Regions from separate parts of the Mus musculus genome. Here all the other regions are linked to region 7. Evidence: chromatin contacts called from public HiChIP or PLAC-seq and promoter capture Hi-C data. All regions are on one chromosome and are shown on one strand. Each heading gives the region's core, a stretch centred on a gene start, on an enhancer-like site or on the middle of the called end of the contact. The rest is flanking DNA. Distances are from core to core; before and after follow the strand shown. Region 1 has its middle 57 kb from the start of 1700022H16Rik. Region 2 has its middle 8.9 kb from the start of Gm22845. Region 3 has its middle 100 kb from the start of Gm23979. Region 4 has its middle 67 kb from the start of Gm46323. Region 5 holds the start of Osr1 (odd-skipped related transcription factor 1). Region 6 has its middle 89 kb from the start of Gm46323. Region 7 holds the start of Rdh14 (retinol dehydrogenase 14 (all-trans and 9-cis)).

What was found. Promoter capture Hi-C pulls out the DNA fragments that hold promoters and counts their contacts. HiChIP or PLAC-seq counts read pairs in DNA pulled down with a chosen protein or histone mark.
Region 1: a promoter capture Hi-C map of 3T3-L1-derived adipocytes shows a contact between it and region 7, with 7 times the contacts expected there. The contact joins the enhancer-like site here to the promoter of Rdh14 in region 7. A contact is called at or near these places in 5 of 39 promoter capture datasets (the 3T3-L1 cell line, 3T3-L1-derived adipocytes, cranial neural crest and 2 more), 1 of 484 Hi-C or Micro-C datasets (cortical neurons) and 1 of 115 datasets of contacts at active chromatin or transcription factors (stem cell-derived neural progenitor cells).
Region 2: a FOXA1 HiChIP or PLAC-seq map of pancreatic cancer cells shows a contact between it and region 7. The contact joins the enhancer-like site here to the promoter of Rdh14 in region 7. A contact is called at or near these places in 2 of 39 promoter capture datasets (cranial neural crest and hippocampal neurons), 1 of 15 datasets of contacts at CTCF or cohesin (the NIH/3T3 cell line) and 2 of 115 datasets of contacts at active chromatin or transcription factors (embryonic forebrain and pancreatic cancer cells).
Region 3: a contact with region 7 is called in a promoter capture Hi-C map of the 3T3-L1 cell line, with 6 times the contacts expected there. The contact joins the enhancer-like site here to the promoter of Rdh14 in region 7. A contact is called at or near these places in 6 of 39 promoter capture datasets (the 3T3-L1 cell line, cranial neural crest, frontonasal cranial neural crest and 2 more).
Region 4: a contact with region 7 is called in a promoter capture Hi-C map of the 3T3-L1 cell line, with 9 times the contacts expected there. The contact joins the enhancer-like site here to the promoter of Rdh14 in region 7. A contact is called at or near these places in 6 of 39 promoter capture datasets (the 3T3-L1 cell line, cranial neural crest, embryonic stem cells and 2 more) and 2 of 115 datasets of contacts at active chromatin or transcription factors (astrocytes and pro-B cells).
Region 5: a contact with region 7 is called in a promoter capture Hi-C map of liver, with 8 times the contacts expected there. The contact joins the promoter of Osr1 here to the promoter of Rdh14 in region 7. A contact is called at or near these places in 26 of 39 promoter capture datasets (the 3T3-L1 cell line, 3T3-L1-derived adipocytes, the C10 cell line and 14 more), 1 of 15 datasets of contacts at CTCF or cohesin (the NIH/3T3 cell line), 17 of 484 Hi-C or Micro-C datasets (the C2C12 cell line, LSK cells, Sertoli cells and 9 more), 27 of 115 datasets of contacts at active chromatin or transcription factors (the NIH/3T3 cell line, acute myeloid leukemia, astrocytes and 19 more) and 3 of 9 other capture datasets (adipose tissue, embryonic stem cells and pancreatic islet).
Region 6: a promoter capture Hi-C map of the 3T3-L1 cell line shows a contact between it and region 7, with 10 times the contacts expected there. The contact joins the enhancer-like site here to the promoter of Rdh14 in region 7. A contact is called at or near these places in 7 of 39 promoter capture datasets (the 3T3-L1 cell line, cranial neural crest, embryonic stem cells and 2 more) and 2 of 115 datasets of contacts at active chromatin or transcription factors (astrocytes and cardiomyocytes).

The regions. Positions count from the first base shown.
Region 1 is chr12:9,511,948-9,515,945 of GRCm38.p6, forward strand. No RefSeq gene overlaps it. Among named protein-coding and RNA genes, the nearest start is that of 1700022H16Rik, 57 kb to the right of the region's middle. Within about 2 kb of position 2,119, at least 4 of the 459 cell types and tissues checked have an H3K27ac peak or open chromatin away from gene starts, as enhancers often do. A contact at or near this core is called in 3T3-L1-derived adipocytes, where this site is marked.
Region 2 is chr12:9,854,612-9,858,501 of GRCm38.p6, forward strand. No RefSeq gene overlaps it. Among named protein-coding and RNA genes, the nearest start is that of Gm22845, 8.9 kb to the right of the region's middle. Within about 2 kb of position 1,695, at least 38 of the 459 cell types and tissues checked have an H3K27ac peak or open chromatin away from gene starts, as enhancers often do. A contact at or near this core is called in the NIH/3T3 cell line and pancreatic cancer cells, where this site is marked.
Region 3 is chr12:9,743,595-9,747,266 of GRCm38.p6, forward strand. No RefSeq gene overlaps it. Among named protein-coding and RNA genes, the nearest start is that of Gm23979, 100 kb to the left of the region's middle. Within about 2 kb of position 1,482, at least 5 of the 459 cell types and tissues checked have an H3K27ac peak or open chromatin away from gene starts, as enhancers often do.
Region 4 is chr12:9,436,028-9,440,219 of GRCm38.p6, forward strand. No RefSeq gene overlaps it. Among named protein-coding and RNA genes, the nearest start is that of Gm46323, 67 kb to the left of the region's middle. Within about 2 kb of position 2,909, at least 20 of the 459 cell types and tissues checked have an H3K27ac peak or open chromatin away from gene starts, as enhancers often do.
Region 5 is chr12:9,573,126-9,577,154 of GRCm38.p6, forward strand. Osr1 (odd-skipped related transcription factor 1) reads left to right here and starts at 1,317. Exons shown (of 3, transcript NM_011859.3): 1 at 1,317-1,617.
Region 6 is chr12:9,458,576-9,462,854 of GRCm38.p6, forward strand. No RefSeq gene overlaps it. Among named protein-coding and RNA genes, the nearest start is that of Gm46323, 89 kb to the left of the region's middle. Within about 2 kb of position 1,791, at least 5 of the 459 cell types and tissues checked have an H3K27ac peak or open chromatin away from gene starts, as enhancers often do.
Region 7 is chr12:10,389,508-10,393,688 of GRCm38.p6, forward strand. It overlaps Rdh14 (retinol dehydrogenase 14 (all-trans and 9-cis)), which reads left to right and starts at 1,273. Exons shown (of 2, transcript NM_023697.2): 1 at 1,273-1,719. The coding sequence starts at 1,333. It overlaps Nt5c1b (5'-nucleotidase, cytosolic IB), which reads left to right. Exons shown (of 9, transcript NM_027588.3): 9 at 297-667. The coding sequence ends at 626.

The DNA.
Region 1 (3,998 bases), core at 869-3,368, 880 kb before region 7:
CAATCTTATTCAAACTTAGTGAGTCTCAAACATACATTAAGACATGAACATGGGAAGAGGATTAGTTAGAGTGAAGAAAGATTTCATAGAAGGAGATGGGGTAAGACGGGTAACAGGGTATGAGAAGGACTTTAATTCATTATAGGCACGAATATGAAATTGTCAAAGGATTTAAAAGCTCAGAAGATTAGAAAAGATTTTTAAAATGGTAACTACGGACTTCAGTTTAAAGATGGTGACCATAAGCCCTATGGCAAATACCTGGCATGTTGGGGCCTGTATGACTATGTGGGACACATATACAGAAAACCAGCCTTGGACATTTCTTTGGGTAGCTTGCTAGCTCCCTTTCCTCTTGCCCAGGACTATCTCAAAAGGATAAATCCAAAGAGGTTCAGGAAGTGACAGCTATGCAAAGGACCATCACACACTGTTCTGTAGAAGTGTGGGTGGCATAGTTCTGTTCAGGTGAAGGACAGAAAGCCCCATGCTGGGACGCAGCTCGCTGAGGCCACTTTCTTGCCTCATCTGTGCCTTTCTATTGGCATCTCATCTCCTCACAGGGCCTCACAAGTCCCTAGAGCTGTCCACTTGATTACCTATTATCCCCAAAACCCTGTGACCTCCTGTGTCCCTGATGGTGTTAGCACACCGCTCTATCTCTAAGCTCTTGTTTGTTAAAAAATAAAGAAAAATCAAAAGGAGGTTCAAAACCACAAATAAGTAAAAAGTTTGAAGAATTAAAAAATCTGAATTAATGAGAGAAGATGTAGCAGTATGGTTTATCAGGGTCCCTGTTGTTTAAAATAACCAAGCTCTTTAAATTAACTCAAAAATCTCAACTGCATAAAATTTTCTAATAAAATACAGAAATTGATAAAGCTGATTCTAAAATGTATTTATAGATATGAAGAAATGAAGACAGTATCAGATTCTCAATGGGTGTTTTATTTTAGAGTGGTTTTAGATTTCCAGAAAAGAAACTGAAAAGTTAGTACACAGAACTGCCTGTGTATCCCATACACGGCAATACTTCTTATCAATATCCTAATCAGCGTCACAATAAATCGGTGCATACTGACACATTATGAATGATGGCTGATCTATGACATTATTTAGATTTCACTAAGGCAACTTAAAAACTGGAGGTTTTTGTGCTACCAGGTTTCAAGGCATATTATTACGGATTTATTGTTATTCAGAGACAGCAGCAGTGACAAATGCATACATGCGTGTACCAGTGGGCAGGGCTGGAATCCAGAAACAGCTCCTATGACTAGGCACCTGGTTTATGGCCACCACTGTTACCCTACTCACGATTCCGAATGTGTTAGGTTTAGCTTTTGAAGCATCCTATTATTCAAGAATTCTGTATGCTTTATTTTATAGCATTTTGGGGGTGTGTTAAAAATTATTCTCTCTGCTAGCTTTTAATGTAAGGTTTTCTTTATAATTGACACACATTGAGTTTATGCTTTGTAGATACTTGGATTGAGTTCAGTCAGTCTGGATAGAGTTCATGTTATTTCTTTATTCCCCTGTGTTACACACCACGGTGGATTGTACCCGTTCTGTGTTCTGGTATGACTCTTTCTTCAGTATATCCAATCTATTTTTTCTCTTCCTTCTATCTCAGCCCCGATTTTCTAATGGTTTTTAATGTCTACGTTTAATCTTTTATAACTTCTAATTCTTCCACGATGTTGGTTCTTCCTTGGCTATTTGAGAATTTTAAACATCCAGTGTTTATTTTAAAGTCTTTCCCAAATACCCCAATCATCTCTATATTGTCAGGAGTAAACAGTCCCATCTGTTGCTTCATTTGACATGCCTTCTTGGCACAGTTGCTCCATTTCTTTCTCCTGTTCCATCTACTATCGGAATGTTTCTTTAAAAAAAAAAAAATTCCACTTATATTCATGCTCCTCTGGTTTGGAAGTTTTATTTTACTTTTTAAAAGACGGTTAAACTTACCCGAGATGATTCGTTTTAAGATGTCAAACACTGTCATCTTCACATTCGTGACAGATTCCTATCGCTTCATAACTACAGGGGAACACTTAAGCCTCCAGCCATGTTGGAAGCTTAACTGTTAGTGAACTCTCACTCACACCATAAACAATGAGAAATCTTGGTAAAATATGTGAAATAACTGTTTTTGGACCTTGAGCAATTGGCTGTACAGTACTAGATTCCCCAAGGGAAAGGAGAGAAATGAAGCAAAACTAATGAGCACATTGGCTTTCCCCAGGGGAGGTTTTCTATTCCATTGTGCAGGGAGGTGGGCTTCAGCAAAGCACGGTGATTTTGTTGAATTGGGAGAGTGGTGAGCTGAAGGCTGACACTCACGGAGTCTGGTGAGCAGAACACTGTGGAGGAAGAAAGCACAAATGGGAGAAGTGGCAGATTTCTATTGCATTAGTCCAGTTGGGTTGCTGCAACCTGGAGCCAGTTTCATGACTGGAAGTTCATTTCTTGTAATTATAGACCCGGGGAGTCCAAGGGATGGTTGGCTGTCTGATTTATAGATTGTGCTATCCTGGAGGAAGAAATGAAAATCCTCTCTGAGGCTTCTTTTTACACATCATATTTTCACTTTGGTGTAATTAACTCATAAATGAACTCATCACCCAACTGCATTCACGTAGCTGCTTTAACACTTGTCCAGTCTCAGACCATATGAATCTCTGTGAACCTCTGCACAGTTAGAATGGCCATTCTGAAGCCATGGGGCTTTGCTTAGGGCTTGGCTTCATCAGTGTCAATCGCATTTTTACTCACTTATACACAAAAGATAACGACAACTTCGAAACTAGAAAACACTTAGCTTTATGTCCCTCTTCAGTCCTTGGGTGCCTTCTCCCCGCATTCTGTCCTTCCTTAGTACCTAATGTTACCTGTTTAGTCTCCTTTTAAAGATTGTACTTTACCTAGTCTTACAGTCTTTCATTCATACAGTATACATTATAGGCAAGAATCTGCAGATAAGAGACAATGTGGGGTTTTTTTTTTTTTCCTTTCTGAGTTTGGGTGAATTTTTTCTTGAAAATGTCAACATCTCTTTCATTTTATAGTTGAAAATATTTCACTTTTATGTGTACCATATTTTTGTTACATATTAATCTGTCATTGAACATCTAGGTTGGTTCCATTTTCCTGCTGTCATATAGCAGCAGTTAACATGGATGTACAACTAACTCAATGGTAGGATATGGAGTTCTTTGGGCATATGCCATAGTGCAGAATAGCTGGTTCATTCAGAACTGATTTTCATAATAATTTCCAATCTTAATTTGAGCTCCCATCAGCAGTGAATAAAGAGGCCCTTTTAATACTTTCTCTCCAGCATTTGTTGTCTGATTTCTTGATAATAGTTCTTCTAAGACATCCTTCAAGTTACTAATGCAGCCATGAAGACTACAATGTTTTGACCTAGCTATCTTCCAAAGACCTCAACTCTCAATACCAATATTTGGGAGCTAAGGTTTCTACATAGGGGCTTGGGGAGTGGGGCCAAATGTACTTAGAAAATGGCATCTGCTATTAAAATGTCCCTGGACACTGAAAGATAGGAGAAAAGTCATAGTTGGTACTGCAAACCTAGCCAAGAATCTGTGGATGGAGGGAGTCATAGACCCTAGACAATAATCTACTACTTTGCTAAATTGATACAGTGTTCACCTGCGATCTAAATGTTCATTCTATGCACATAGATTAGTATTGCTTTCACAACTCATCAAAGAAGTTATACATAGGTGTGTATGCATATCTATATGTATATGTATATACTTTATTAATTCCCTAAGAATTTTTTTCATTATATTTTGATCATATTTACTTCTCCCAGATGTACCAGTACATTCCAAATCAGCCTAATCTTGTGTCCTTATTTTATTTAATTTTTAAGTGGTAGAATAATTAACATGCCAGGTGACTCCATAAGATTTGTTAGAAGCTTTATTGTCACAGAGACTAAGTGTCTCAGTCACTCAGACACT
Region 2 (3,890 bases), core at 445-2,944, 530 kb before region 7:
AAGTCAATGTCAAGGGTTGCAGGGGAAGGGAGCATATGTGCAGGCCCCAAAACATCATGGTGGGCTCATCAGAAAGCTTTTCCCTAAGAGCAATTATTTCTCCCAACTGCCTGCACCTTTTGAAAGATTCTTGGGATCATACTGAGAAACTCCTGTCTGGCAGGCAATTTATCACTGAACCACATCCCCAGCCTCTTTTCTGTCATTGGATGCTCTTGTGAAAAAGGTCAATGGTCTGATGGACTTGGAAACTGCTATATCTTACATCTTTCAGAAATTTATGATAATGTAATTTAAAAAGTCTGTCAAAATAGGAACCCAACTAAGTGACCTGACTCAGAATTTCTTAAGTTCACTTTCCTAAAGACCTTTTAGCTACATAGTACTTTTTTTCAAATCATATAATTAGAATTCTGTCCTTTGACTTTTTCCAAACCTGACTTTTTTTAAAAGTCCTTGTCCATGCTCTGTTGTGAGGTAAAATACTTTGTCCCACTTTCTAAGTTGTAAATACTTACCACTCTTGAGGTAACTGTTATTGATATCATCAGGAAGGTCCTCAGAGGCTGGGCTGGTAGGTAAGAGCCATCATGCCACTCACTATAGATGGCAGAGCTATAACCAGAATCTAGTTTTTTTCCCCCAAATTTTGTTTATTATCTCCTTTCTGTGCTTCTAATAGGTTCATAAAATGTCATTTTCCCCAGTATCAACCTAGAAGTCCAGAACATGGATATTAACAGAGTTTATTCCTACCTTAAGTTTGCCCCCTACACTTGCACTGCTGCCAACTGTAAGGAAGGGAAGAGAGAGTGGCCAGTTACTAAATGAAAGAAGTCTGGGAAACAAAAATCATGTTCACAGAAGTGAGGCCCCCTCACTCCTGCATTTGATAGTTACTAAAGAGGACAAGGTAAGATTGCTCAACTCCAGATCTTAGAATCCCCATGAATTTCACTACCTTACATAAGACTAGCTCCCAGAAGCAAAGTTTTAGGGAAGACAATTATTCTAAAGGATGCCAGGGCATAGTGGTTGGAGGATTTTCCTGTACTGTGGCCCGAGACTTGTTCAGTCAAGTAGAAACAAACTGTAATCCTGAGGTTTTTTTTTTTTTTTGTAGGACTCACAGCCAGTCTTTTATTATTTTAAGAACACTTGGTTGCTATCCTTAGATATGGAGGTGGGGATAGGGAAAGCCTAGGGCTCAGGGAAACAGACACATTCTTCTAGAAATAACAACTTTGTTCTGTACACAGGAGTGTGGTCCCCGGGGCAGTGCTACTACATTCCAGGGCTCTACCCAGGTTGATGAATAGACACAATTTCATCTCATTAGTTATTGACACAGAGTGGAGACTCCGTCCATTATGCACCTAGTATAACCTTTAAGGAGAAGATCCCACCAATGACCTGAGAAAGTGGCATTTGGTCTGAGTAATAGGTCAACACACCTGCACTGAGCCTTGTGAGCTGTGCTTAGACTTCCTCACCTTTCAGTGTGTGTCCCTGATGGGTGCCCCATAGCAAGAATGTGAACCTCCCCCTGGAACATCTGTGATTGCCCAACTGAGCTTAGCCATGTTCTAAGAAGTCAGTACTGAGTACTTTCAATAAAACAGAGCTATGTCCTCGAGCTGTAAATGCCTCCCAAAGACAATCAGACAGAACTGCATTGTTTCAGGGAGAAAGCCTCCTTACATAGTGGTCATATTGTGGTTACTGGGAGCTTGGTGACTAATCCACACAGAGGATGTACAGGAGAGAGGGGCTGGCATCTTTCCAGTGGATGGTGATGCTCTTAGATTAGGATTTGCATTGCTTTGCGTGCGCGCGCGCGCGTGCACACACACACACACACACACACACACACACACCCCAAACACAAGCTTTCATTGTGAAGTTTCTTGGCACCCTTGTGTTCCCAGTGTGAATTGGCTTGTGAGTAGAGATCTCCTCTTTTTGTCTGGGGGAAATTGTGTTATGGAAACTTGAATGATTCCTACAATACAAAAATGCACAGTGTGAATTGGTAGGATTGCCCAGTGGATAAAGGGGTTTGGTGCCAAGCCTGATGACTTGAGTTTGGTTATGTGGAACTTACATGAAAGAGGGAAAGAGCTGAGTCTTGCAAGTTGTCCTCAGACTTCCACATATGCACCAGGACATGCATGTACTTAATATAGAAACACACACACATACACTAACACTAACACACACAAACACATACACACACTAACACACACACACACAGTGGGCGTTACAAGAAAAGACTTTACACTGTACTATCTACATTTGCACTTCCAAAAATGTATACTGTGTACTTTACATATCAAAAACAGAATATTAGACAATAGGTTCTTGGGACATCATCATCTTTGGATATTGATCAACGAGTATGTACTTAGTATATAGTCTCAATTATTTTATGGGTAATATCTACAAATCTCTGTTTGGATCCTGAATAGCCTAGTTGATTCACATTAGTGCACTAGGATATTTTGCATCACTTTATTGCTAAGGTGAAAGAGAATTGTATTGGAAACAACGTTGCTTAAACAGAACTGAAAGAGTGATATAAAAGAGGCTGATGGATAAGTGCTGGTACTTAGCTGGTTCTGAATCTTAGACACCTTCTCTGTGTCTCTGTCCTCTAATCATGGAAGACTTCTCTGGAGAGTACTCCATGAGATATGTATGTAAGTTCTTCTTACTCATCTGTCTTGTCCTGTATGCTGACAGATTGGCATAAGATGGCACTCTGAGTTTGGACAATTATGAATTTTTTTCTAAATATTATCCCCAAAATTGGTGGTCTCTCAAGTTACTACAGAACACTGGGTGAGTTGATTAAAGGAAAGGTAAATGGGTGGGGATGGTCCAGGGCTAATTAGGGATTCAGTTAATGATTCAAATGTAATCATAGGCAGTGGGCATAGCTAATGAGTGTTGGGCTTTATACTTTTTATTGTCTATTTTTATAATTCTTAACAAGATGTCTGTGTATGTACATGAGAGTGCAGCTACATACTGAGGCCAGAGGTGTTGACTACCACCACCCTTACAGTCACTGAGCTAGAGGTAAAGGTTCCTGTGGACTACCCCATGTAGATCCATAGCCCTTCACGCTGAGCCTCTACAAGCGCAGTCTACAGTCTACCACTGAGCCATCTCTCCAGCACGACAGAATTTTCAGTTCATATTCTTCGATTTTCAGATTCTTCAGTGCCTGAATTCAACATATGCCTTAGCCTATAAGGACACTCTACCTAGAATGTAGTAACTGTAAGTCTTTCAAAGCAAGCCTTCTGCCAAGGTGGGGTAGAATGCACTGTTGTTTATTTTTATAACCTAGGGTCACACAGAACAGGCCTCAAAACTCAAGAGACAAAGCAGTGTAAGTTGTGTCTCTTTATTCTGTGCTCAAGGCCTTTCAATGGTATGAAACATCTCCTTGTTCTCTTATTGTGCAATTCAGCATACAGCTCTGAATAGGACCGTTTATAACTGGAAATTCCAGTGGAGTTCCACTTGTTCCTGACTTGTTTCCATGCCAGATGACACCCTCAGAGACTTTGAAGTTGCATGTTTGAAGGAAGTGCAACCCACCCACACCTCTGACTCCATATGTCTACCAATGTGTCAGCCCAGACTCTTGGAAAGGCAGTGGGCTTTTTTGGAAAAGCAGCTTCTGCCTGAAAGTGGATAGGAGCCCATCTCCAGAAGACGGGGATGCCTCATGATCCAATATGTCCTGTGGTTGAGGCTGATGCTGATGCTGATGGTGTTTCCAGAAGTTTCATCTGCAAGGAGAGGCTGAGGTCACTATCCAAGTTGCCCATGGGTCCTGGCTATAGCAAGCTTGTACCAGGGTTTTAGGGCAGGGTGGT
Region 3 (3,672 bases), core at 232-2,731, 650 kb before region 7:
GAGGGCTGTTTTCCCAGGTAAAATCTTAATGATTATCCTACTGCTCTGGATTATTTGGACTGTGAAAGCAAGACAAAACAGGAAGAATGTTGAATACTAAGTTAAGGTAAAGTGTTTCCCAATTAGTCGAGGGTCAGTAGAATGTTTTAATAAGTAAATTGAGTTGGATCACAATGAACATTATTTGTATATACAACCCACAAAATAACCACTATTTTAAATCAGAAATAGATTCTATTTTATCATCTAGTTTATATTTTCTGTTGTTATTTAATCAAAAACCCTTTTATCCCAATATGTGAATTAGGTAAATGTTGACTCACACCTCTCCATAATCTATGCCTTTTTTTGTTTCCTGTCCCCAGAAAAACACTAGGATACAGGCTATTTTTTTCTGTCCTACCCTGTCTAGGGGAGATGGTTGGGCAAAATGCAGAAAACTCCAAAAGTCTATTTTCAGCTGAAATTATAAAATGCAATTAGACTTTCTGTCTCTTCTCTCTAATGTGAAAATAAGTACAAGAAGACTTATAAAGAGTTGGATATTGACAGCTTCTGAAAGCTTGGCACCACTGAGTTGTATATAAGATGGGCCTGGATTCTTCCAAAAATAATATGAAGTATAGGAGTGAAAGAAAATGGCCCACTTAGTTTAACTGTAAGAATTTCCTCCACCTTCAATAGGACTGGAGAACATCTGGAATTCAGACAGCCGAGTCATTAAGGGACTGGAACACAAAGGAACCAAGGAGGGTTAGAAACTTGACTCACATGGCTACTTTGCTTTCTTGCTACCTGGATGAGAGGCTTGGCAAGGCTTCCTTCCTTTGCCCCCATCTTTTCCAAGCACTAAGAAAATTCCCAAGGAAGGGGTATTGTGGAAGAAGGTACGGGATAGCTCCAGACTCAGAACTGTCTGTGGTTGTTTGATTGATGTGTTGATCCACCTTTGCAAATCTCAAGCATTCTCTATGAGTCAGACAGACCCAAAGCCAGAGCCAGAGCCAGAGCAAAATACTGAAAATACCTTATAGTTTCTGTCTGGTGGGAGCTCCCAGTCTAATTTGAAAGGCTGCTTCTTGTCAAGGGTTTTGAAATTCTGGGTGTAACAACATTTGGGCTCCTTATTTCTTATGTACTAGATGAATCTTTTCCAGTGGCTTCAGAACACCCATGTCTTAAGAGATGATGGAGATGTATTGCCAAGAACATTTAGGTACTAGCACTTACTTATTCAGTGTGAACCGTGGATAAGGAGAGCAAGCTGCTCAGGACACAAAATATAAGGAGATATCCATACCCGGCTGCACAAGCTTAGGGTCTCTCTGTACTTAGACTTTACTTGCTGTTCAATGGTTTCCCATCTGCCTACTCAAAGTACGGTTGAAAAATTAATATGTGAAAGTGTATTTTATTAACTGTGTTGTTGGTGTGATGCAATTTCAGACAGCATCAACAGAAGAACTGTTTGTTTTGGCTCAGAGTTCCAGGACATACAATCTACCCTAAAGGAGAGGGTATGAAAGAAAGAACAAGAAGCAGCTGCTCACACTGTATCCACTGTCAGAGACTAAAGGACTAATAGGAACTGGGGTTGAACTTTAAAATATCCAGGACCTGTCGCCCTCGATGGAGGCTCTACCCACTCAAGTTTTGGCACCCTTCCAAAACAGTGTCACTAAGTGGAGATCAAGTGTGCAAACACATAAACCAATGGCTACATCACATATTCAAACCACGTGTCATGAACTATAGTTATATAAGGAAATATTATTTTTGTTAATACCCAAAATTATGGTTTATGTTTATTTTATTAGTTTTTGTTGCCCAGTCTCTGTAGTCAGTGTAACACATTGCATTAAAAATCAGAGATAGGAACAGAAGGAGCAAGTTCCACACTTTACAAGAAGCTATAGTGAAATTCAGTACCTCAGTAAGTACGGTGTGATTTGTTTCCATTAATTTAATTATTTATTCACTTTACATTCTGATCACAGCTCCTCTCTTCCCAGCACCCCTTTCCCCACCATTCCTCCTCTTCTCTTCTGATTCTAACCCTGGTATCTGATAACCCCCCCCCCCCATACCAACCCAGCCTGGTACCTCAAGTTACTTCAGTGCTAGGTGCATCCTCTCCCTCTAAGGCCAGTGTGAGATTTTGAAGCTACAGAGTAAGACTTGCATTTCATTCCCAACTCTGTCACCTATAAATGCTTACTTTCAAAAGTCTTACTTTCCACATTTGTGAAGAGGGAATAATAAGAGTTGGGTGGCCATGCCAGTTATGTGTGATGATCTTGTAGAAGGCAAAGAGCATTTCCTGTGCTGAGCTCCTCTTGTTACGGGGAGATATAGCAAAGCCACTCAGGATATACAATAGAATATCTCTACAGAAACTTTGGTTCTTTCCATAGATGAAAGCATATCACATGGCCCTAAATTCCAAGGATATTTTCTGCACAGGTTTGATTTCTGGAAAGAATTCTGCTCACTCTTGCTCTCTACTTTCCGTATTTTCTGAAACTATAGAAGTAAAAACATTACTGGAATCCAGTTTTTATCTTCACAACAATTTAGTGATTTATATGTTTTCTTTAAATATTACAAATATAAATATTATAAAATATGTTCAATTTGGAATTTAGAATTTAAATTCAAAAGTGCCAGGGAAGGATTAAAGGATGGTTGTGATGAGTAGGTAGCCACTGACAAAAAAAAAATACAAAAATTAAAAATTTTAAGCAATTTACCCAAGGTTGCAAACAATAAAGAGAAGTTAGAGGTCCCAATTTAGCCCTACTGTATCAGTATATCTTAGTTGGCCTCTGAAACACATTACCACCCTGCCAATTAGAGAAGAACATTTGTTAAAACCAATTATAATACTTTAAATATAATTTTAGCGCCTCAACTATGTTTCAGGGGCAACTTGAACCTGCTGTGCCCTAAAGCTCAGAGGACAAAAATCCCCTTCAGTTTTCATAAAGCTAAGCTTCTTGTGAAGAAGTCTAGAGTGTGTCTTTAACTCTTTTGAAGTTGGAAGTGTGTGTATGCTTCTAGCTATATTAGGGACTAATCCTCTCCATCCCTCTCCAGAGGATTCTTGTACTGTCGCAGGTGAAGGCACTCTGAGCAGCAGTTTGGGAAGATACAGCATTTATTCCTTTGTAAGGCTGAGTGTTTGATTCAGTCTTCTGATTCAGTCCCCTTTCTCTTGAAGAATAGTCTTTCCACGCTCACAATGCTTTCTCAAGTAGCAGTCCCTCATTTATAATGGCTATTGAGTGGGGGAGGCTTTCCTTATGCTGTGAGGTTTGGTACATTGCAAGATATGTCTTCAGGACCATGTGCAAGAAACTATGAGCAGGTTCTGGCATGCTTGTGCTTGCTCAACTTGGTAGTGGTGACAAACGACTATGCCTCTGCCTTACTCTTCCACTATGAATGCATTGTGAATAGCCTTTCTGTCAAGTGGTATGGTTGGATCAGCCTCACCCAGAAGGAGCTGTGTATAGCATACTGTCCTGCTTGACTCCTGGGGCTAGGCAGCTAGCTGTCTCTGTGCTAAAAGACCTGGAAGTTGGGTTTCAGCTTCTAGAGATGCTGCCATTGTCTGAAATTGGTAGAACCACTGCTGTGGCTGAGGTTTTCCTGTCCACTGTCATCCCCAAC
Region 4 (4,192 bases), core at 1,659-4,158, 950 kb before region 7:
AGTGCTTAATGGGATTTGATGCTTTCATAGATGGTACAGGTTCAAATCACAGCACCTACATAGGTGCTACATAGCTCATGACTCCAGTACCAAGGATCTGATGTTCTCTTTTGACTTTTGCAGACACCAGGCATGTACATGTGGTGCATTTACATACATGCAGACCAGATACTTAGACACATAAAATAAATAAATCATTTAAAAATGCACATCAGCTTATTCCTCATGCATGTCTAATGCTGTTTCTACCCAAGTGAATTTGCTGTTCTCTAGTTAATTGCTGACATCTTTGCAAGACCATAACATTGTGGTTCAGGAAAACCATTATTGTACTTTGTGTGGTAGCAAAACTAAAACCAAGCCAATAAAAGTAACATTCAGCCTGCCATGAATGAATGAATGAATGAATGAATGAATGAATAAATTCTCATGATGTAGCCCACTATGCTCCTGTTGAAAATAATGTGGAAATTTTGTGCATTGTCGGATTTCTTAAAAATATACAAGAAGGAATTTTAACTGTGGGGATTAGAAGGTAATGAGGAGGGATATGAAAGCATATATTTCTCCTCCCATCTCCCTAGACTCATATACTATCTTCTGCCACTTTACTCCAGTCTTGGGATTTAGTTGTTTTTTACACACACCCTACTCCTGTCTCAGGACTACTGTGCATGTTTCCTCCTCTCAGTATGCATCACTAATTTCTAGACATTCTAGAAAAATTTCCAAAGTTCAACTCAAGCCTGCCTTATTCAGAGGGGCAGTGACATTTGTCATCATATCTGTGTAATTATTAGTTTAATGATTGTCAGATGCTGCAAGAGATGCTTCCAGACGGCTAGAGCCTTCTTTCTTCTTATTCTTATGATTGTGTCCCTGTGTCAAATGTAGTAATTTGTGTGTCCGGTGTGAATGGATTTGTTAATTCAACAAGGATTATGAGTGCCAGGTGTTGTGAAGCTGGAAAGTCAACTTCAAGAAATTGGTACTCTGCTGGAAGAGAGAGCAGATGATTTGAGAAGATGACTGAGCTAAGAGAAGGACCTTGGAGGGGATGACGGGGATCCAGGTAGGAGGCACCTGATAGCATCTGGGAGAGGGGTCAGGAAAGATCCAGGGTTCTGAAGAACTAGAATGATGCCAAGTGGAGAGAGGTTCAGTTCAGTGGAAGGGAAGGCCAGTGGATGGGGCATATGGAATGTAGCTGGTAGCATAGTGTAAATACAGGTAGAAATCATAGGACCATAAGTTTATAGTAGCCTCAGAGTGGAAGAGAAGAGGGCCGATGGGAAGGTGGCAACTCTGAAAACATCCCCTCCTTAAGGGCACACATTCTAGGAGATCTATAACATTCCCGAGACTCCCCATGCATCTTTCCCTTAGCCATATATGGAGTAGTGATCTAATGGTACCCATGTTCCTGCCTCCTGACCCCTTATACTAAAGCTGGAGGCATTCAATTCCCCCCGTGTTGTTTTAATAAAATTGCAAATCAGAAGTTGGTCTGTGGTGATATGAAAAGCACTCAGCAAACACGAAAGCAATCAAGTTAAGACAGTGGGTGACAGCTCAGAATTTCCTATGCATTAAAAGTTAATTTAAGGCTTCTATACAAACCTCCCCAAAGGTCCCCACAATAAATTCTCATCCTCTCGTCCACAGCCACTCCTACTTTGCTATCCAAAACTTTCCTGGACTTCAAAGTCTCCCTGAGCCCCAGAGGTGCTCTCTGGCCATTATCACAACAGCCAGTGTGGGAACAGGCAGATTTAGAGTCCCTGCTCTCCCATTTCACAACGAGACTGCCTGTCAACTTGGGTCACTGTCCCCTACATGAAGACACATTTTAAAAACACTCCAAGCCAATGACTTTGGACATTCTGGTCTCTTGTTAATATAGAGTAATAAATTTTTAAAGTCAGCAATGACAAATAACCCTTTGCAAGTTATTAATACTTTATGAAGCAGGCATCCAACTCTTGGTCTGGCTTTCCTTTGCTCCCCCTCCTGTTCTCTCTCTCTCTCTCTCTCTCTCTCTCTCTCTCTCTCTCTCTCTCTCTCCCTCTCTCTCTCTCTCTCCTGTCCTCTACTTATGCCGTCTTTTCTCAGACCCCACAGCTTTGCATTTTGTTCTGATGATTCAAATCTTGTTCCCAGTCAAGGTTTGCTCATTTACTTTGCTTTTGAACTTCCCAGTGAGAACTGGGAGTTGCAACCATTTTGATGCAACAGTTGTGGCTTTGCTTCAAGGATTTCTTTTATCATGGAGTCAGTTAAAACTTATTATTTAAAATTTTCTCTTTCTTTGGCCCAGTTTTCTTGTTTCTCTTTGAAACTTGTGTCTATAGATATTTCATACCACAACCTTTATTTAGTAGCTTCTGTCTCTTCTTTCTTTTCATTTCTCCTTCCTCTCTGGTGTCGATTTTTCTCCTTGGTAAACTTTTGAATTGTAGGGAGAAAACAAAACATTTCTGCCAATCTGTTGGAATCCCTACTCGACACCTATCACTAGAAATAGTCAGTGTGTCCAAGAAGGCTCTTCAGTGTAGCATGGCTTTTTAAAAACTCACACACACAATCCAAAACTCTTCACAGGAGCATCTACCAGTTTCCTGTGTAGAGAAGTAGTCAGTTGTATCACGTAACTAGTTTCCGCAGCTGACATGTTATTTACTCGTTGGCTGTCTTTTGTCTGAGTTCAGTGTAAGTGTAAGGTCTGTCTATGTAAGCTGCCTGTCTGCCAGTTTCCCCTTCTGAGACTTGCATCCTCCAGGGTCTAGCACTTGCTCTTTTAAGCAGGGCGTCACTAGCACTTTGCTCCAGTTTCTTATCTCTGTGTGTTTTACAGCCTTCCAGGAGAAAGGAGCCTGCTTGCTTTGACATCCCTGAAGGCAGGGCGGACAGGAGCTCCAAATGCCTAACAGATGTCTTGCTGAACCTCGGGATGATTCCATGACTGATTCGGAGCTCTAGGGAGGGTGACTTTTGCCAGGTTTCCTTTCACACTTGCAATGAGGAAATGGATGGAGCATCAGTGAAGAGGGCAGGACAATAACAATAAACAGATCCCGCTTAAAAGCGAGGCAGTAATAACAAAAACAATATCTGGTCTCCTTGACAGTCCTCTCCTTCCTGTGCCAGGTTGCAAATCACTTTCTGTTTCCTTCTCTCCTAGCTCACACACATGCAGAGAGATAAAGGAGCTGAAGATGTGACCAATGTGAATTATTGTCCTAGGAATTATTTGGATAAGAGACAGGTCTAAAGAAAGTCAGCGTCATCTCGGAGGAAGTTTTCAAGAGATGGGTGGGTGTGTTAGGCCTGGGATCTGCAAAGGAAGGACAATTTCATTTTTTATTCCATTCTAATCAAGAGCTCTTGCAGCTTTAAAATCACATCCTGATTGCAGTGGATGCCAAGGGCACATTTTCTGTGTTCAAAGCAGAGTCCATCACCTTTCCCTCCTCCTTCCCAACCTATAGACACTCATCTAATCCATTACCATGTACATTTCCTCTCTCTCTCTCTCTCTCTCTCTCTCTAAGCTTCCTTACTCTTGATATTTTTAGGCATCTTCCAAAGCTTGTTGTTAGGAAAATAAACAAAGTAGCTACCCCAACCATCCCATTTCTATTGAGAGTTGTATTAGGGATACAGAGAGCACTAGGAAATGGTGCTGTCTGCTACAAGAGGGAGGCAGTAGTACAAGCAGACACAGAGAAACGAGGTAAGTGGGGGTTCAAGGCTCTGTTGTTATGGATAAAATTAGAGAAACAAGGCTGGAGCTTATCTGCAAAGGTTTTTTAGAGGAAGAGTGCAATTGGAGCTGAACTTGCCAAAGATGGACATTAAAGTATGCAGTGTGAGAAAATGGGGCATTTAACAAAACAGTGAGGAATTCTTAGTCAAAGTATAGAGGCTCCAGGGGATGTATGCTTGAGGGAGTTAGTGGGAAGATATATATGTAGCATTTCTTGTTCTACAGGAGAGAGGGGCCTGATGATAGAGTTTTAACTAGGAGATAGTACAAGCAGGTCTCCACAATGTGTAAGGACTTGTGGAAAGGCAGGAGAACAAGGAGCCTGGTGGTCTCCAAAGGGAGACCCTGGCATAAGATCCTAGGAAGAACATGCTCAGCAAGAGTGTCAGATAGAATTGAGCAGGAGTGGGGAGCAAGTAGTTGTGA
Region 5 (4,029 bases), core at 67-2,566, 820 kb before region 7:
CTAAAAGTTTGCGAATACCAAGTCTGTTTCAATTATGCAGGTGGGAGGAGGGATGTGGCCCATCCTCCATCATCACTCCCTATATTAGGAATCAAACTCCTGCTACCTCAAGAGATCACATGGGATCAGTCTTGCACAGTAAAGCTGAGGAGTAGGTGACTCTTCCAAAAGGACTGTTTCAATGTGTGAGAGTGGCACCTACTCCCCAGGAAGTGTGTGTGTGTGTGTGTGTGTGTGTGTGTGTGTGTGTGTGTGTGACAAGAGCCACTCTGCAGTAGTAACTTTGGGGCAAAGTCAGGAAGTCAGAAAACCTCACCATCTTCCATGAAAAAGCCAGGTAAGGCATTCCAGAAAGGTGGTAGGGAGGAATGACAGCTGACTGGGGTCAGCCTTAGGTCAGTTCCAGGGATCAATAGTAAAGAGGTATTTGGGGCTGTGTAAGAAGCAGACAGCAAGGATGTAGTTGTTCTAGGTCCCAACTCCCTCTACAAACTCCACCCAAACCAGCCCCGCAGGCCCAGGGGTCCCAGTGCCTTTAGCTGCTCTTTAAAACTCCCATCCACTCTAAAAAGAATATGTGATTGGAGCTTTAGAATGGAATTCCGGGGAGGTCTGCAGTTCAAGTAACTAGCTCTTCTTCTCCTCATACGCTCTGCCATGGACGTTTCTGTGGAACTCCACACCCCAGAGTCTGTGGTCAGCCATAGGCACTCGGATGTTATGGCTCGCGCAGTCAGTAATCTCTGTCCTTCCGCACCAGGAACCAGCCAGCTCTGCTAGAATCGCTGCCCAGGTCTCAAGCACTATTTGGTGTCAGGAGCGCTGCTCCACACCAGGAGTCTGTCACTTCTAGGAGGAAATCTTAAGAAGAGCGGCAGCGACTTTGTCAGATTACAAATTGAGTGTATGCCTAAGGTGCTGGTGTGGGGACACCCTAGGCTCCTATCCGCTTTCATAGGTGGTGCCACCATAGGTCCCAAAGCTCCAGAACAGAACTCCGAAATGCTCGGTTCTAGTCCTCTCTTATCCGTAAGATATGTTTCTTCTACTGCTTGATCTTATGTGTCTTAGAAACACACACACACACACACACACACACACACACACACAGAAAGTGTCGAGTGGGATTATCAGGGAGGGGACACCGGTCAGGAGAAGCAGAAGGCAGGCTAGCACAGCTGCCAAAGTCCGCTGCCCGGGTCAGCAAAACTTTGTTTCCCAATGCGCAGGCGCAGGCAGAGTTGGGGGGCAGGGGAGGGAGGGGAGAAATCGCACGGCAAGGGGAGGGGGGTTAGGGGGAGGTGGATTAAAATAAGTAGGCGGCTCGGTGCTAAGGGATGAGTGAGACGTAGCTCGGCCTCTCCCCAGCAAGTTCTCGCCGGCACTGGTTCAGATTCAGAAAGGGAGCCAGGAGCGAGGCTCAGCAGACCCCGGCGGGTAGAACTCCGGGGCTGTGAAGCGCTCCCGCGTGTCCGACTCTTGGAGTCACCGCAGCTACAGAAGCGTCAGAAGTCTAGTTCGCCAGGGGTGCCAGTCGGCTCCAGAGTCTCTGGTCACTCAAGTCCAGCGCAGCGACCCTCACAGACGCGCTCTGCCCTGGGACCGCGGCGGAACAAGGTAACTGCAGCCCTGGGGCGCCTGGGCTCAGCGAGGCGAAAGCCCGCAAGATTCACTTCTGGTTCCCTGTTGTAGCTGGTGCCTCCTCTTTTCAGTGTCCTCAAAGGCGGTTCTTTTGGCCAAAGGAAGGCTGCAAGATCTCCGTGAAAGTGAGAGCAGTTGCAACGTAGAGTTGATGGGGATGCTGGTTCAAAGACTTCTAACTCTGGGTCCTTGTTGGCCTCTGACCTCGGGAGGAAGGAAGGAGACAGAAGGGCCTGAGCCATTGAGTGCAGCCGTGTTTGGCTAGCTAGAATTCCAGTATTCTAGTAAGGTGCCCACAGATTTTATAAGGCACTCTGCAGGCTTCCCTTAAGAAACTAGAGCAACTTCAGAGAACACAAACTTTTTTTTTTTTCCTGCAGGGTGCCTTTTAATTCAGACTTATCCCCCCTTAGCTGAGGAAGAGGGGAGAAAGTGTTGATGGTCATAACCTAAGCTTTCAGCATCCTGGACAGGTGCATTGCCCCAACTCTGTTGGGCTTTAAAACGAATTCTTCTTTTGCAGAGTTGTACTTTAGACTCGAAGCCTTCAAACCCCAGGACCACAGGGCTGCTGCGAGTCTGACATCCACCTCACAATTGGACTCTGCTTGGGATGGTCTCTATTAGAGGGTTTCAGTGTGTCCCCAGGCCTGCAAATCATAACCTTCGATTGTCTCTGGTGTAGGGAGAACTATGCTGGGGGTGGGGGACACAAACGAACATTGTTTTCTAACTGGAGAACCGGACGACCCAGAAGCAGAACAATCAGGAGGCTGCAGATACCTCTAGCGTGGGGATTCTATTTTGCTCCTTTGGTAGTAGCCTAATCCAGGTTTAAGGGGAAAAGATGGGAAGTCAAAATGAGAGAGACAAGGGCGGCTGCTTGCTGAAGGAATCTTACCTTCCACCAGCAGTATCCTTGATTAAAAACCAAAAAACAAACAAACAAAAATCTCCCGCGTCCTCCCTCAACAGCCCCTGCTGCACAAGCCGGGTGGGCTCCGGAGCAGAGGTTAGCAGCATAGGTTTCTTTGTCGCAATAATTCGATGAATTTCATTCGGGATGGGACTTGCAAGTTGGCTCTTTGAAAGAGAACCACGTGTAAAGCTATTTTCCTAGTTTCACAGCCTCCCAGGGAAAGAGTGTGCTCTGTGCTCGCTGGGAGGGAAGGAGGAACCAAAGAGGACTGGTGGGTAGATGGTCTATCACAGGCTCTCTCGAAAGTAATTGTGGTTTCATTAAGATTGGGAAGCCGGCTCCTGGGGACACAGCGGGCATCCCAGTATAGCAGAATGGCAAAGGAAAGAGGGTTCCTTCGATCTCGTTTGTTGGAAAAAAGGGCAGCTAACGTGTGTGGTGTTGGTCAGACCTCTGGACCTGGATTGGGAAATCTGTCACCGTTCGAATGGGGATTCTATGTCAAGGATGATATTGGGGTGGGGTGGGGAAGCTGCTGAGCTCCTTCGGGCTCGTGGGGTTCGCTCTGTCCTCATTAATGCAAGCAGTTAACTCACTCGCGCTCAATTAGCCTCGAATAAACCACTTTAATAGGCTGCACACTTCATTAATGCCCTCCATAGGGAGGGCGGCAGAGGCAGGACTGGCATTCTACTGCAAGAGGGACACGAATGACTGTGCCGCGCATGGACCCCTGCTCTGAGGCAGGAATTGAGTTCACTGCAGCGAGTCAGGACATTTACTAGTGCTTACCAAGTCTCCAGGCCCGGAGTTTCACGTGGAGTAGATACTGGACCTTAGAAGAGGTAGTCTCTACCAGATTAAATGGTGAAAAGGCTCAGGATGGAGTGGGGGGCGGGAGGTGGCACTGCAGCTGGAGAGGCCCCATGTTCCTCTCTTCTCCTCAGGCCGCAGTGGCTTATCTGCATTGTGTTTTCCTATTAGCTGGTCCTCTGAAACCAGATTTTGCATGAGGTCCGTGTTTTTAGTAATGATGTAAAGATCCACCTTTCCAACGAAATTCGTCCGCGGGGAAGGTCGGTGGCATGACCCTTGGAATCCCACGCCTAAGAAAGCTACAGAAAATAAACGGCTTGGTCCACTGAGAAAAAGAAATGGTGTGTTGGAGGAAATAAGATCAGGCAGAGAGGTTGCAAGTACCTCCCCTCCAGGGTCCCAAGGCCTCTCCATACTTTTTGGCTTGGGAGGTTGGGGGAGGCAAAGAAGAGTCAGGAAAAGTTTGTGGCTTATACCCAGCCTAGCAGTTTAGCCAGAGTCCTGCTGCCACCATCACTGGTTGACATCCCATAGGCCTAATAGAAGAGCTGCTAGTGTGACCTCCCCATTGCCCAGGCTGGCTCCAATAGAGCTTAAAATGAGGATATAATTTCCAGTGCCTGGAAGAGAGAGAAACAGGGGTGGCAAATCAA
Region 6 (4,279 bases), core at 541-3,040, 930 kb before region 7:
GACAGTAAGTTGATGTTTGTGTTGGAATTGATACATTGTAGATTGGCTGGGCCCCTCTAAAACCTTCTGGAGCAATTTGGTAGAGAGTTCTGAGTTACCATGCTAGAACTCTCCTCCCATACCCCTGGACACAGCAGGTTTTAGATATAATATTTTATTCAATTCTGTAAAGTTTAGTCAATGAATTCTGTACACATGGCTTCAGATGTCACTAGGAATGCAAGTAAAAATGAGGAATAACTTTTATGCTCGAGTGACTGAACTACTTTGCATAAAGTGCCGCAGAATGGGTAGTTGAAACAACTGAAATGAGTTTTGTTATAATTACAGTCCTAAGTTAAGATGGTGGTGTGAGTAGTTGATTTCTTCTGGTTTCTCTTCTTGGCTTACAGATCCTCTCCTTCCTGTACCTTTGCATGGTCTAACCCCAGGCTATGCACACCTCACTGGTGTTTCTCTACCCTAGCATTTTTTATTTGTTTGTTTGTTTGTTTGTTTGTTTTGCCTCAAACAAGGCCTCACTCAGCTTGTTGCTCAGTTTGGCCTGGAGATCAATATGTGCTGAGGTTGTTCTAAAACTTGCCCAATCTTTCTACCTTCTAGGACTATAGGCTTGTGGAACGTTGTCTGGCTCTATCCTCTTCCTATAAATACATCACCCAGGTGGATCAGGGTTGCCTTGTTTACTGAATTTTAACTTAAGTTACCATTTTTGTGACAGGGCAAGACAGTGTGAAGTTTTCTCCATTATATATTCTTGTTTAACTCGACTTTTATTTCCGTGATGGGGAATCCCAAGGAAGATTACTCAACTCGATTCGAGGAACGTGAGGTCAAGATGCTCCAACTAAATCATCTTAGTTTCTGTTAAACTGTTTGCTGGTGTAAAACCTCCTACCACAGCTGTAGAGCCAGATACTAGGATGTGGTTTTTGTTAGTAGAAGACTCTTTCTGTAAATGCTCTGGGTAACACTTAGGTTCCGAATACCTGAGTGTAGTCCCAGCAAACTAGAATAAAGACTTTCAGTTGTCTACACACTGTTCCTGATTCATAATCTCCACCTTGTACTTTGTAACATTTGTAAGGTCCCATTTCCCAAAACCAGGCACATTCTATGGTATCAGGGATTTAACATACAAATTTTAGGAGAACATAATTTTAACCTATGATAGAATTTTCTAATAATAGAGAAGGCACTTTATATGTAGTGAGTACCAAACACAAAAGCAAAGTACTATACAGCTTGATACCAGGGCATTTCCATCTGTTGGAGATGAAGTACTCTTTAGGTCAATATTGAAGGACAGATCCTACAGAGTGAATAACTAAGTTGAACAATGTGAAACTGATTTTTAGATCAGATTAACAATTTCTTGTTGTGTCATATATTTCTTATATTCACCCTCTAGGGATAAGGTTGGTAATCGTTTTCTATAAAACAGAGCCAGATGATAGTGAATATTTAAATGTGTGGGCTACATGGCCAAATCAGCTATGCACTCCAATGCTATAAATGAAAACATCTATGAACAATATGCATAAAAATATGCTGGATACCAACGAGACTTCAAGCATTGCATAGTATTAAGTAGTTGCAGTAACTAGTTGCTTACCCTTCTGTAGGGGCAATTTAGAATCCCTCTGTGATGGTGAGAAGTCTCTCCTGATGCTTTCACACTGCTGTCTTGTACATGGTTCTCCTCTTCTGCAATGTTCTTATTCCCTCTCTGTTTCAAAGCAAAGCCTTCCAACATGCAGAGAACAGAAAATACCTTGGCTCCAACTCAATGTTGTCATGTGGTAACAGACCGCAAACCTAAGCCACTTCCGCCTTGTTGTTGAACTCTTGGCACACGTGTGTTTTGTTTCTGTTTTATTGGCTCTTTGGTGGAACTGCAAAAAGACTTTTGGCCTCTTTTCATCCAGCAAAGGAAAACAAACAGCCACTTCTCTTTTCATGACCTAGAGCACTTCTTGGTATCCATCTTGTGAATGAGGCACTTGCTTGTTGTCTGAATTTCCTAGGTGTCTCAGAATTCCCACCAAACACAAACAAACAATGCATGATGAGCTGAAGACATAATGAAGGCCATAATGGTTCCTGTCTGTTTGCAAAGAGGAAAGGAACAACACAATCAAATGGGGGACACCTTGGGGCCTCAGCCTTCACTCTCCCTTTGTCAGGATTTAGGGACAGACTGATTCTACATTTCTGGTACTAGAGATGTAACCAAGCAATGCAAGAACCTTCTTTTCATGATTTTGTTCAAAGGAGAGATGGTAACTAGAAAACACATGAGTCATATAATTTAAGATGAAATTATCAATTATAAAGAAACTAACTTGGGAGAATGGAGTGCATGTTCCGGGTGGTATTGGTGAGCAAGCTTGAGTAGGACTAGAACAGAGGCTAAAGCAGTACAAAGAAATGAGCGGAGAGAGGCTGGATGTAATCTCAGGGCCAGCAAGACCATTGCTCAGGTGACATGAATAGCAAGTCCCTGGAGATCCCATCTGCTTTCTTTCAGATGTGCCAGTGGTTCACCAACTTTCTTAAAGTATGGCAAGAGCTCCAGCAGTCTTTATGACAATTGGTGTGGCTCTGATCCCAGGCACTCAAGTGAATACTTTTTAAACTGCTATCAGTACACTGTACTTATGTCATTAATAGGAGTTCTGGGGTGGAGGGGTGGGGCGTTGGAAATGTCCTGTACCCTCTTTTAAACACTTGAAACATCACAAACCAAGAATGAAGTGTGCTTAACTATTTAATCCAATATTTTAGATATTGGATTAAATAACTCTAAGATGTAATTTGACTTAATAATACTGGCTCTATAAATTCTTTTCTGGAGGATAACTTGTGAGACCTTAGTATAATTTCTTCTTGAGTAGGGTTTACTGGTCTCTTGCAGCAGAATCACTTGGCTTCTTTTATATAGTTGAGTCCCCTTGACCTTCTGAACATATCAAATCAAATGGGATCTTAAAATAAGCATTTCAAAATAACCAATCACTCTAACTCTTCTACAGCCTGATAGTAATGGGACCCCATGCTCCACAATTTGTACTTCTTCTAGGGGAATTTGAGTAAGGAGAACTCCTTTGGCGCCAAACCCACAACCTACATTTAATTTTAAAATTATTATTTTAATAATAATGATAGGTTACTATTATTACTATTATTATTAAATTGACTGTGTGTATAAATGTGTGTGTGAATTTTGCCATGGCGCACATGTGGAGGTCAGAGGGCAATTTTTAGGAGTGGTCACTTTGCTTCTCCAATGGGGTCTGGAGCTCAAATTCTATCACATTTGTGTGGTAAATGCTTTTTATCTGATGAGCCATCTCACTGGTGCATTTTGCATTTTTTAAGGAGAAATTGCTTTTACTAGTAGTAAAACTTAGAGAAGTAGATGAGTGTAACTCAGGTCCCGACTCCTTTGTCTTTGGATTTACCTCGCTGTGATTTTTGCTAAATAGGGCTGGCTAGCTCTACCTTGTGAAAATGACTGATTGTTCAGCTCCTCAAGAAATGGGCTGGAGAAGTATATCTAACGTCAGAATAGCACAGGAGAAAGTAAATCTGAGTTCAAATCGGGCAGGTGTTATAGTCATCTCCCAGTTGGGTCTGAACTGAGGACCATTAGGTCTTGGCCTTGATCCAAATTTACATTTGGTGATAATTGACCCGGAAACAATACTTTTTTTTTTAAAGCAACATAGTGCGTCATGAAAATGGTAAACAAAACAAAGCAAAATGTGGCTGTTCATTTTACCATTAAAACAAAACAAAACAAAACAAAAAACAACTTGAACTCAAGGGAAGACCAGCCAAGGTAAAGAGGCAGTTACTGAAATCCCTCTATTTGGAAGTAATTCCAAAGGATTTGATGATAGCCAGATATATCCTTCATATTTCTTTTAAGATTCGTCTTAAGACAAGCAGAAAGATAGGACAGCAGCATTTATAACATCTGGTGTGCTCTGGGGTAGAAAAGGGTGACGTGGAGGGAATTCTTGGAAGCATTCTTGAAGGATGTGGTGGAGAACACCTGGCAGAGCCCACTTTCTTGAGGGAAGGCTGCAAGGCCCCAGGCAGGGGAGGTCATGTTCAACAAATCGGATGGAGCCTCGAAGATATCCCTGTCATGAAAGATGAAGGAGATTTAGTGGCTGTACAAAGAACACTTTGATTTTTAAGTAAGACTTGACAAGATTCCACATCCGGGATTAATGGTCAAGAGGAAGAGCTGTGCAACATGGGTAGTATA
Region 7 (4,181 bases), core at 23-2,522:
AAAAATGATGTGGTTATCCTAGATTTATTCCAGGCATGCAAGGGATGGTTGTGTATCAGGAAATATCTTCACATAAATGTAGAGAGTTTGGCATCGTACTGTCAGCCCAGAATCACTGCATGCCAGTCAGCAACCTGTGGATTTTAAAGTCTTATAAGACCCTGGTTGGTTGGTTGGTTGGTTGGTTGGTTGGTTGGTTGGTTGGTTGGCTGGTTGGTTTGGTTTGGTTTGGTTTTCAGTAATCACTTCTCTTTTGCTCACCCTTGCACAGCTGAGACTTACGTTCTCTTTTCCAGGGTCCTCTTAAAAGCTTTCTGGAAGATTTAGGGAAACTGCAGAAAAAATTCTATGCCAAAGACGAACGATTGCTTTGCCCCATCAGGACCTACCTGGTTACAGCTCGTAGTGCAGCGAGTTCAGGTGCCCGTGTGCTGAAGACCCTTCGCCGATGGGGTCTAGAGATAGATGAAGCTCTTTTCCTGGCTGGAGCCCCTAAAGGTCCCATCTTAGTGAAGATTCGGCCCCACATCTTCTTCGACGACCAAATGTTCCACATTGAATCAGCACAGAAATTTGGTACCATCACGGCCCATGTGCCTTATGGCATTGCTCAAAAACGCAACTAGGGATGGGGAGGAAAAATAAACAGTCTGGTATTACAAACGGCATGTGTTTTGCATGGCTAGAGTGACTAGTTATTTCTGAGAATTTGACCACAAAACTTAGCTCCTTTGGTGTTTTTCTTTGCTTTTTGGAAAAAATTTTGAACTTTCAAGCTACAGTCAAGCATTCTACTTTTTTAAAGCTAAGGATGTTGGATATCATTGCATCTATCTATAAGTTGTAATGGGTGGCTCTTTAGACAAGTTTAGAACTTTGACACTTAAGTTGTTTCACAAGAAGCTTAATTAATTTTCAAAAAGCATTGCTCACTTTTAGTGTTAGTCAAATGAATGAATCTCTATATGCAGCATCACCTAGAAAAGGTATATTCAGGGTGGAATGAGTCTGATCAATAATACTGCTGATAACTGGGGCTGTGTCTTTTGTTATCCTTGTGTGGCAAGAATTTTACCAAGAAATGTCATTTTGTCTATAGGCATATAACCAATTCTAACACTGTCCACTTCTAAATAAATCCGCTGGGGCTTTCATGTGTACTTCCTGAACGCTAAGTCAAGTCAGCCTTAGGAGCAAAACTACAAGTCCCAGAAAGCCCCGCGCGCAGTAGCCCAGGACAGCAGGCGGCGCCCCAGAGTCCTTCGCGTGTAGGTGGCCCCATAGCACTCCGGAACCTGTGCGCTAGGCCCAGTGCACCGGGCCCGGAAGGTTATGGCAGTGGCTAGTGTGGCCGCAGCGCTCCTGGCCGCACTGGGCGGGGCGCTGTGGCTGGCGGCCCGGCGGTTCTCTGGGCCAAGAAACCAGCGGCAGCAGGGAGGCGGGGACCCGGGCCTCATGCACGGGAAGACAGTGCTGATCACCGGAGCAAACAGCGGCCTGGGCCGTGCCACCGCGGCGGAGCTGCTCCGCCTGGGGGCGCGGGTCATCATGGGATGTCGGGACCGCGCTCGAGCAGAGGAGGCGGCCGGTCAGCTCAGGCAGGAGCTCTGTCAGGCTGGGGGCGCCGGGCCCGACGGCACCGATGGCCAGCTGGTCGTTAAGGAGCTGGACCTTGCCTCGCTGCGCTCAGTGCGAGCTTTCTGCCAAGAACTGCTACAGGTGTGGGTCGAATGGAGCTCGCCACCCTCGGGGAGGGCCCTCTGAAACCTGGTGTGACCTTGAGGGTGGCCATGACCAAACCGGAAAGGCTCCTGCCTGCCTTGGACCCGGCTAGGAGGAGGGGCAGGTCTGAGAAGGAATTCCTGGGAGGTCCTAAGGAGAAGTGCATAAATAAGCCAGTGTCTGGACATTTGGTTTTGTTAGGCTAGGACAGTCACCAGCTGATCTTTGAGTTGTTTTCCCCCTGTCAGAAGTGAAATGTGTGCCAAATCTTACAGTGTCACAAGGCCTGTGAGCACCACAGGAGAAAAGCTAGCCAAAAACTTTCATTAGACCCTTCTTAAAACTTTTCTTTCTGTTTTTTTCCCCTCGTTACCTGGTTTTGTTTGTTTGTTTGTTTTTTCTTTTTTTGTTTTGTTTTGTCCTGCTGAAGTAGGAGGGGGTGTCACTTGCTGACACCCTGCATCATCCCTAAACTTGGAATCCCATTAAGTGTCTGAAAAGGGACAGGAATAAAAATAATTTAATGCTTAGCTTTATGGAAGGTTTTATACATGCCAGGGGATGTGCTAAGGACATTTTTAATATCTTTGGCTATTATCAGATCTTGTAAAGCAAGCAATAATATCTCTACTTCATGATAGGGAACTGAGGCATAGGAAGGCTAAGTGACGTGTCTGTCTTCAGAGTCCTTGCTTTAATCTCCTGTTGTGCATTCCTAGTACTTGAAGGCTGAGGTGTGTGATTTCCTTGGGTGTACAGTAAATATTCTACCGAAGTAGAAAGGCTGTGGCCAAAGTGACTTGCCACAGGTAGATCTAAAGGCAGACACAGGAGGGTGCTTGTCTCTTCTGAAATCTCTTGAATCTAAGGCAGACATTCTAAATGGCCTGTTTTTCTTTTCCGTGATGTACTTAGACCAAAAGAAATATCTGTAAGTTCATTTGTTAACATTTAGATATTTAACTCTGACAATTCTTATTAGTGGGACTGTGGCATGTTGGACACTATACTAACTTTTCCAACCTCCAAGTTAGATGGACACAGCCACCTTCATTCTTGTTCAACATAGACTTCTTTTTTTTTTTTAACTTTTCACTTGCACTGAAAACAGTAGCTAATAACTACTAATAACTGCTAAAAGCACAACTGTACAAAGAAACCATCTCATCAGAAGAGAGACCATATTGAACCACTTGGAGTAGTAGTTATTGAGATAATGAGTAGAGTGTCACTCTTTTGCTCAAACTTTAAGCCATTGTACAAGATACTCCTGTTGTGTTCTGGGACATCATGTTGCTTATTAAGAGCCAGGTAGATAGAGAAGTTGGTATTTTGTTTTGTTGTTAGCATTCCATTTGCATGTAGTAGATCAAGTAATAGTGCTTGTCTCTGGGAGATTTTTGAAAGCATAGGAAGCAAGTTTTCCTGTCTCACTAATGTGTAAATAGAATTGACCATGCTCATTTTTGATACCATTGTTGCTTTGGTGTCTTGAGGTAAAACCAATTAAAAAAAAAAAAGTATGAATACAAAGAGGTACCTAAGTAGTACTGTCCTTTTGTTGCTTGGCTCTGAGGTTCAGTGTTTATAATTAGAAGAAAAGAGAAATAGAAGTTTTAACATTCTACTGTTTGGTATTCTTGGAATTTATGGTATTTATCTCCTAGAATTTAAAAAATAGAAAATGATAAAGTCTTAAACCCAGCAAAGAATGATAGCTCAGAAATGATTAATTCTGGAACCCTTCCCAGAGGATTAGTGAAGATGAACACTCCTTTCTCGCCATATCTATGAACTCGTGCCTTCTTTTTGAAGTTGACTGTTGGAAAACATGAAGTGTTTTTCGACAGGCGAGAATGAGAAACAGTTAACCTGACAGGTAGCCTCTGGTAACAGTTGTAAAATTTAACACATTTTTCTTTCACTTACACTTGGCAAAAAAAAAAAAAAAAAAAAAAAAAAAAAAAAAAAAAGCCATTAAGAGTTGAAATTTGACCTGAAATTAATTTGATGATAGGTCATCACCACAGGTTTACACCTGGAACATGTTGTACATTTGTTTTCCTCTATCATCAGAAGATAGAGGAGCCAGGAAAGAGCTGAGGAAAAACAAATTCTATAAGGAACAAAAAGGCTCTCAGTGAGAACAGTGCAATGTAGGACTTGAATTTTGGAAGATGTGGAGGTATATGATCAAAATACTAAGCTGAGTATATACGTCTTGTAATTTGGGACCCTCTTAGGGTCCTTCCCTCTTGATCCTTAGGGAAGAAAGGACAGTTCTAGAATCACAGTGAAGGTTAATGGTGTCTGTTAATGGTCTCTTCCTGTACTATTGTGACACTTGGGTAACAGTCCCTGTTGTCAGTAATATATTTTTTAAATTAACCATTCAATGATTTTATAACTTTTCTATCTTGATTTAGTCACAATTCTCTCTAATCCAAAGTCTGTACCTA